Regions from separate parts of the Mus musculus genome. Here region 1 is linked to region 2. Evidence: chromatin contacts called from public HiChIP or PLAC-seq data. All regions are on one chromosome and are shown on one strand. Each heading gives the region's core, a stretch centred on a gene start, on an enhancer-like site or on the middle of the called end of the contact. The rest is flanking DNA. Distances are from core to core; before and after follow the strand shown. Region 1 holds the start of Serinc3 (serine incorporator 3). Region 2 has its middle 13 kb from the start of Ttpal.

Region 1 (3,624 bases), core at 816-3,315, 56 kb after region 2:
TAAAAACTCCACACTCGGCGCGCCAGTCCTCCGATAGACTGAGTCGCCCGGGTACCCGTGTTACCAATAAAGCCTCTTGTTGTTTGCATCCGAATCGTGGTCTCGCTGTTCCTTGGGAGGGTCTCCTCAGATTGATCGACTACCCGTCTCGGGGGGTCTTTCAGCAAGACCTAATCACCTGAGTTACTCATCACCAAAACTCAGTCTTCCACAGATACACTCTTTTCAGGAAAAAAAAAAAAAAAAAAAAAGCCAGGAAAGTGGCATACTTCTGTAACCGCAGCACTCAGGAGGCTGAGGCAGAAGGATCTGCAGTTCTAGACAGGCTGAGCTAACAGAGTGAAATCCTGCCCCCACCCCCACCCCGCCGCCCCAAGTAATAATAATGTGAAGCATTTTACTAAGACATGCCAGTAGTGGGGACTCACATCTGTAGTTTCGGCACTAGGCTGAGGTAGGAGGATTGCTAAAAGTTCAAGGCCAACCTGGGCTACAACGTAAAACCATATTTCAAAAAAAGTAAAGGCCAAACTTCTTTGCCAGGAGTAACACCTTCCTACAATCCCAATAAGGAGAACTGTGAATGAAAGGCCAGCATGGGATACTCAGGGAGATCTGGTGACCTATCTCAATAAGGCAAAAATTAAACACGTACAAAAGTCCTTTGAAATCTTTAATCCAGACTGGACTGGAGGTGTAGCTGGAGGAGCTCTCAGAGATAAGCTTTGGACAAACAAGGTCCTGGGTGCAATCTTAAACACCCAGAATGACCAAAGAGATTGCCTAAAAAATAAAGGCATACAGTGGGTATCTGCATGATTTGGCTCCCTGATATTCTGTCCCCCTTTTTTGGCGTGGGATGGGAGATGGGGGTGGATAGTGGCAATTGGAGACTAAACCCACAGCCTCTAAAAACCTACCCATAAACTGTAATTTGCACCTCCCTGTTTTGAGACAGGGTCTCAAAACAAATAACAAATGATCTGCCATGGCCCTCCACAGCCTTTAATTTCGTACTCTTCTCTCATTCCACTCTGGTATCCTAACCCCCTACTGGGTAAAAACTGAATTAACAATATATGCAAGGAGTTTCTAGATATGAACACCTGGATAGGATATTTTCAAATTATGGTTTTAAACCAGGAGGAGAAAAATATACAAGATATCTTCGACATTACTTCTGCCCTGAGACATGCCATTGACATGAGCAGAGCCTGAGTCCTTGGTTCATTACATCAGCTCGGGAAGGAGAAAACAATTAGGCACTGTGGTTCAAGCTACCAAGTTCCTCTGAGGCAGATTTGTTAGATTATTCCTTAGGTTAAAGAGATCCTAAAATTAACTTCTAAAAACGTTTTACCATTGACAAGGGGAATCGGACTAATTTCTTTACTTTATCCTCACAACAGTTCTGGAGGAGAGGAATGCTAGGGTGTTTAATTCGAAAATATTTAGGCCGCGGGGCTTCTAATTAAACGCCTTTTGCTCGCGACCTGCAGCAGGGCTGACTTAAAAGCCCCGCTCCCAACCCCACTCAGTAGCGCTGGCATATGCCGAACTATGAAGAAAAATGACTACAGTGGCCCTAAATTCCCTGACGCCATCCTCTAGCCACTCAGGAACCCGCGCCGTGGAACCTCGGCGTCGCCTGGCCGCGGGAACCCTGGGTCCGGAAGGCTGGCGGGGGCGGGGCGTCGAAATTGTAAACAATGGCGGTCCGGCCTCCCGCGACCCTCCGCCCACAGCGAGAGCCAGCCGAGCCGCCGCACCCCGACTCCGGGACGACGGCTACCGGGCCTGGACCCTGGGCCTGCCCGCTCCTCTCTGTTAGCCTCAGAGAGTGGAGGGTCCGCCTCGGGCGGCCCGACACCCACCCCCTGCGCGCCTCAGGCCCCGGACGGCCGAGGCCTCGGGACTCACCCAGCTGGCGAGGGAGAAGACGCCGAGGACGGCCCCCATGGTGACGCCGGGGCCGAGACCGACCGCTCCGAGCGGATCCTAACTGCTGACTGAGGCGTCGCCTCAGAAACGCGACGGATCCTCAAGCCGGAAACAGGGCCCGCCCTTCGCAGGACGCCCAGTTTACGTCATTGGGTGGCCCCGCCCACGGAGGGGGAGAAGGCGGAGCCTAAGACTGCTGGGGTGGCAGAGGACGTAGAGGGTTCGTGGCATACAACTCCGGGCTCGCTTGGGGCGCTGGTGGTCAGAGGCAACATAAAGGTGCAGAAAGACAGCATGTTCCCTACGAACTGCACTTATCCTCGGAAGAAGCTACATCCGAATTAAATAAAGATCCTACAGACTGTTAAGTCGTGGCTGGGCAGTACTTTGTGATTATTGAGAGATGGAATGTTGGCAAACTCAGAGGCAAACAGGCTATGTTGGGCCATTCAATAATCAGTTAGCATCTGTAATCCCAGAACTAAAGAGGATGAGGCTGGAGGATCAGGAGTTCAAAACTATCCTGTGCTACATAGAGTTTCAGACGAACAAAAAAGCCACTCTTCTTACCCCACACCCTACCGGAAACTTCTCCAGCCTTGTCTCCCCTTCCCCTTTCCCCCTTCCTCTTTTCCCCTGCCCCCCTTTCCCCCTGCCCCCTCCCTCCGCGGGGGTCAGTCTGCTGGCCAGGTTCAGCTCACTACTTTCCCTGTCCTAGACTCTTCCCGATGCCTCTGGCTGTACTCGTTCTCATATCTATAATAAAAATTTTCTCCTCAGCCATACCTTGGAGCAGTCATGTCCTCATTTTGTTGGGAACAAGCAAAAGAAACTTATGCTAAGTACTACCGTTTTCGTTTTCTAAATTCAAGGTCTCAGGCCCTGGGGGAGCTGGGGACTTTACCAACAGCTCAGCAACCTCGGTTGAAAACAATTGTCTGAGTCCAGATATTTCAGGGACAACTTCCCCTCCTTGAAGGCCGGGCCAAACAAGGTCCTGCTCCGAATGCCTACCCCACTTGTCCAAATGTTTTCTTGTCTGTTAACCAGTAAAGAATATAGAAACTACTGTTATCTGAGCCAACATGCATAAGTTATAAAAACCTATAACCATTGCCTGTTATGCACTAATTGACTACATGCAGCTCGCCCACTCCTCTGTTCCCTTATCATTCTAAAATTCCGGGCCAGAGTCCAGAAGACTTGACTCCAAGAGCTGAATTAATGACCTTGAAGCCAGGTGCCCAGGATACAGCCCAGTCTCCAATAGGTACCCATAATATCAAAATACAATTAGATAATACTGAGGCTCCCCACTACCCCCTGCTTTGGGTTCCCATCCCTTAAAAATGTACAGATCCCAGCCAGGCGGTGGTGGTGCACGCCTTTAATCCCAGCACTTGGGAGGCAGGGGCAGGAGGATTTCTGAGTTTGAGGCCAGCCTGGTCTACAGAGTGAGTTCCAGGACAGCCAGGGCTACACTGAGAAACCCTGTCTCGAAAAACCAAAAAAAAAAAAAAAAAAAAAAAAAAAAAAAAAAAAAGTACAGATCCCAAACTGGCCGGCTCCCTGCATGCTTAGAAAATAAAGCTTTCAGTTTTAAGCTTATCTCTGGAAATGAGTTTTCTTTTTTCTGGCTTCCACCCAGAAACCAACAATTTCACTCAATAAGTAATATGAGAT
Region 2 (3,465 bases), core at 721-3,220:
TCAAGGCCTCCCCGGAGTTCACAGTGAGAGGGAGCTAGCGGGGGACGGGGGGGGGGGTGTGCATCTATTTTTGACTGAGATGACATCATCTCTCTGTGACTTCTGCTTCTGTTCTGATGTCACTTCTGCACCTGCTACTGGCCTGGGCCACCACCAACCACTGCTCTGTGCTGCTTGGTGTGTGTGTGTATGTGTGTGTGTGTGTGTGTGTGTGTGTGTGTGTGTGTGTGTGTGTAGTGTTGAGATTCTGGCATCTGTTGCTGTCTCTTGGGTCCCTCACCATTCCCTAGCATTGTCCTTTGCCTTCCTGATTCCTTGCAGTGTAGAGGGTGGCACCCAGGGCTCCTGCATCCTGGGCAAGTGTTCTACCTCAGAGCTATATCCCCAGCCCTGGAGTTATTTTTCTGCTGCCCAACTGTGCCAGGTATCTAATGTGTAGAGGCTGCAGACAGTGTTTCTGTGGTACGGAGGATCAAACCCAGGGCCTTGTGTGTGTTAGACAAGCATTCTCCCAACCGAGTCACATTCCTGTTGTATATATATTTTATATGACCAGCTTTCATGGGTAAAGGGTTTTATGGCCAAGAAAATATGAGATTCTGAAGGTTCTGGATTTTGCCCTTCAGAAAAAGACTGTACATGGCAGGCTGCCTTCGAGGTGATTTCCTGGGCACTGACAGGTGCATGACATATCTGTGAGAAATACTAGTCTCCCAGCAGGTAGCAGGCCACTGTGGTCACTGCCTTAGAGTAAATGGTGACCCTCTAGTCAGAGCTTTAGCCTGTAAGTTCTCCAGGCCTGCTCTGTGAAATTGTAGTGGTACATTCTAACCCAGTAATCACTCAGACAATACTGCCAACAGGGACAAGGAGTTAGCAGAGCCTGTGGCTGGGAGGGTCTCTCCTCCCACAAGACCAGCCCAAATATCCAAAGCCCGCCTCTTCTCTCCACCTTCCCTCTCCAACCCTGGTCCTCCCTACCAGAAGCCCACACTTGCCTCTCTCCTGGCCTCCCTAAACCCAGCACCCACATTCTGCAGTGTTCATATGAGACACAAATGACTAAGCCCCACTTCACCTCGCCAGGCCTCACAGAGCAGCATCCAGGTTTCTAGCCCCGTGAGGTAGTGCACATACAGGAATCTCCGCACTAGGGAGGGAGGTGCAGCAGAATCGTTGCAAATTCCAGTTCTGCCTGGTCCACACAGCAAGTCTCAGGCCAACCAGGGCTACACAGTGAGACCCCGTCTCAAACAAGAGCAAAAACAACAGCCCCCCTCTGCCATCTACTAACCTGACCCCCTCTCCCTCTTACCTCAGCAACGTTGGTCCATAGCTTCAAGACCCTTCTTGTTCTCTCTGCCTGGGTGGCTTTTCTGCCACAGCTCCAAAACCCACTGTGGGGACTGCCGAGAACCATCTGGCTCGGAGGTTGAGAGCACTGGTTGCTCTTCCAGAGGACCTGGATTCCGTTCCCAGCACAAACAGCTCACAACCTTCCATAACTCCAGCACCCCAATCTCCTCTAACCCAATGGAACACATCCTTCACAAATATACATACACGCAGGTAAAATCACTCAGATCCATAAAGACAAACAAGCAAGCAAGCATTGCTGTGAGCTGAGGCCATTAAACCCCGTGAAACCAGTAGACAAGGACAGATTGGGAGGAAGACATAAAAGCTGGGGACAAGGGTGTATGGCTGGAGGAGGCACTTCAACTGCTTGGACTGTGTGCCATGTGAATACTCAAATCATAATAAATGAATCATACCATAAGGATTTCCTTGGTGAGTTTGCATCTTAAGAGTCCCCTGAAGGACTGTATGCTGAAGACTTGGTGGCCAGCCTGGGTCCTTGGAGCTGGTGAAAGAAACCTTGAGGAAGTGGGGCCGAGTCTAGGGAGGAGAGTGGTGTGAGGAACTCAAGAGAGCCAATGGGAGTTGAGATAAGAGAGCCAAGCCACGAGGCAGTCAAGAGTGGGCTCTTACACAATGAGGGAGATGAGGGATTTGAGACTGGAGATGGCAAAGGAGTCACCAGGTTGTCCCCAGAGGTCAAATCCAATCCCAACTCTGCTTTTCAAATAATCGGTTTATTTTTATTTTATGTACATTGGTATTTTGGCTGCATGTATGTCTGTGTGAGGGGGTCAGATGTCCTGGAACTGAAGTTACACACGGTTGCAGCCTGCCATATGGGTGCTAGGAATTAATCCTGGGCCCTCTGGAAGAGCAGCTGGTGCTCTTAACCACTGAGCCATCTCTCCAGCCCCAAGTCCCAAGTCTTGGTTTTGTTTGTTTTGGTTTGGGGGTTTTGTTTTGTTTCGTTTTTTGTTTTTCGAGACAGGGTTTCTCTGTGTAGCCCTGGCTGTCCTGGAACTCACTCTATAGAGCCAGGCTGGCCTCGAACTCAGAAATTTGCCTGCCTCTGCCTCCCAAGTGCTGAGATTAAAGGCATATGCGCCACCACGCCCGGCTCCAAGTCCCAACTCTTAATGCAACAGACTCACGGGTTAAGGGTACCTGCGTGTCATTGTAAGCAAACAACCCCCATTCCTTCTCACTCCATGGTGAAGAAGAGAAGGAGGAAGAAGAGGAAGAGGAAGAAGAGGAGGAGGAGGAGAAGCACTCTTGCCCGAGGTCACCCAGCAAAGGAGCCTCATTTTGGTTTTGCGCTGGCTCTAAATGACCACTTCTCAGTCCTCCCACAGCTTCACATCAGATGCCACCCTAGACCCCAGAGGGAAGTGACTCGGAGTTCACACCCCGGAAGCTTGAGCCCTCTTGCCCCTCCCTCATTCCACTTGCCACGGGCGGAGTCTGCCAACTCCAAAGTAAGAGATGACCAAAGCACCCTGCTTGCAAGACTGCATTTTTAAAAAGTGGCGAAGCAATGCCAAGGCGTGTAACAAGATAAGGATGGCGACAGGCTCCTGACAAACCCTGAGCTGCCAGATACTGAGCAACGAATGAGTAAAGCGATTTATGGCCTGTGGGCCCAGCCCTGACAGGAACTGAAGTCGTTAGTGGGAAGATCGGCAGAAAATTCCCATCATCCCCTGCCTGGGGAGAGGCCTGACATCTCCTTTACATATTGGGTGGGGGAATAATTTCTGGGACCACTCCCCATGGGCCACAATGTGCTACCCATCTGGTTGGGTCTGGCATGCTCAGTCTCTTCTTTGCTGAAGAAACACCTGTGAGCGCTAACCATTACACCTGCTCATTTCTTCCCAGGCTTTGGGGAAGAGCGGATGAGGGAAAGCAAGGGAGATAGGGAAAACCTAGCATCAGGAAGACATTTTTCTGTGATTGGGACACCAGTGACTCACAATGTCATGTCACAGGGACCTAGAGAAGGAACCAGGCCTGGACCCTAGGTCCCCAATTTCCAGGGATGGGGGTCTCCCCCTAAACAAGCCTGTCAGAAAAATGTTCCTTAGACCCTCTGAGAATTCCAGC

The links. HiChIP or PLAC-seq counts read pairs in DNA pulled down with a chosen protein or histone mark.
Region 1: an HNF4G HiChIP or PLAC-seq map of pancreatic cancer cells shows a contact between it and region 2. The contact joins the promoter of Serinc3 here to the enhancer-like site in region 2. A contact is called at or near these places in 6 of 39 promoter capture datasets (the C10 cell line, embryonic stem cells, liver and 2 more), 2 of 15 datasets of contacts at CTCF or cohesin (CD8 T cells and the NIH/3T3 cell line), 3 of 484 Hi-C or Micro-C datasets (CD8 T cells, cardiomyocytes and epidermal suprabasal cells), 7 of 115 datasets of contacts at active chromatin or transcription factors (the SCID.adh cell line, T-cell acute lymphoblastic leukemia, bone marrow-derived macrophages and 3 more) and 3 of 9 other capture datasets (adipose tissue, liver and pancreatic islet).

The regions. Positions count from the first base shown.
Region 1 is chr2:163,643,078-163,646,701 of GRCm38.p6, forward strand. It overlaps Serinc3 (serine incorporator 3), which reads right to left and starts at 2,066. Exons shown (of 10, transcript NM_012032.4): 1 at 1,921-2,066. The coding sequence starts at 1,959. It overlaps 0610039K10Rik (RIKEN cDNA 0610039K10 gene), which reads left to right and starts at 1,773. Exons shown (of 1, transcript NR_028113.1): 1 at 1,773-2,723.
Region 2 is chr2:163,587,556-163,591,020 of GRCm38.p6, forward strand. No RefSeq gene overlaps it. Among named protein-coding and RNA genes, the nearest start is that of Ttpal, 13 kb to the right of the region's middle. Within about 2 kb of position 1,971, at least 36 of the 459 cell types and tissues checked have an H3K27ac peak or open chromatin away from gene starts, as enhancers often do. A contact at or near this core is called in the NIH/3T3 cell line, bone marrow-derived macrophages and pancreatic cancer cells, where this site is marked.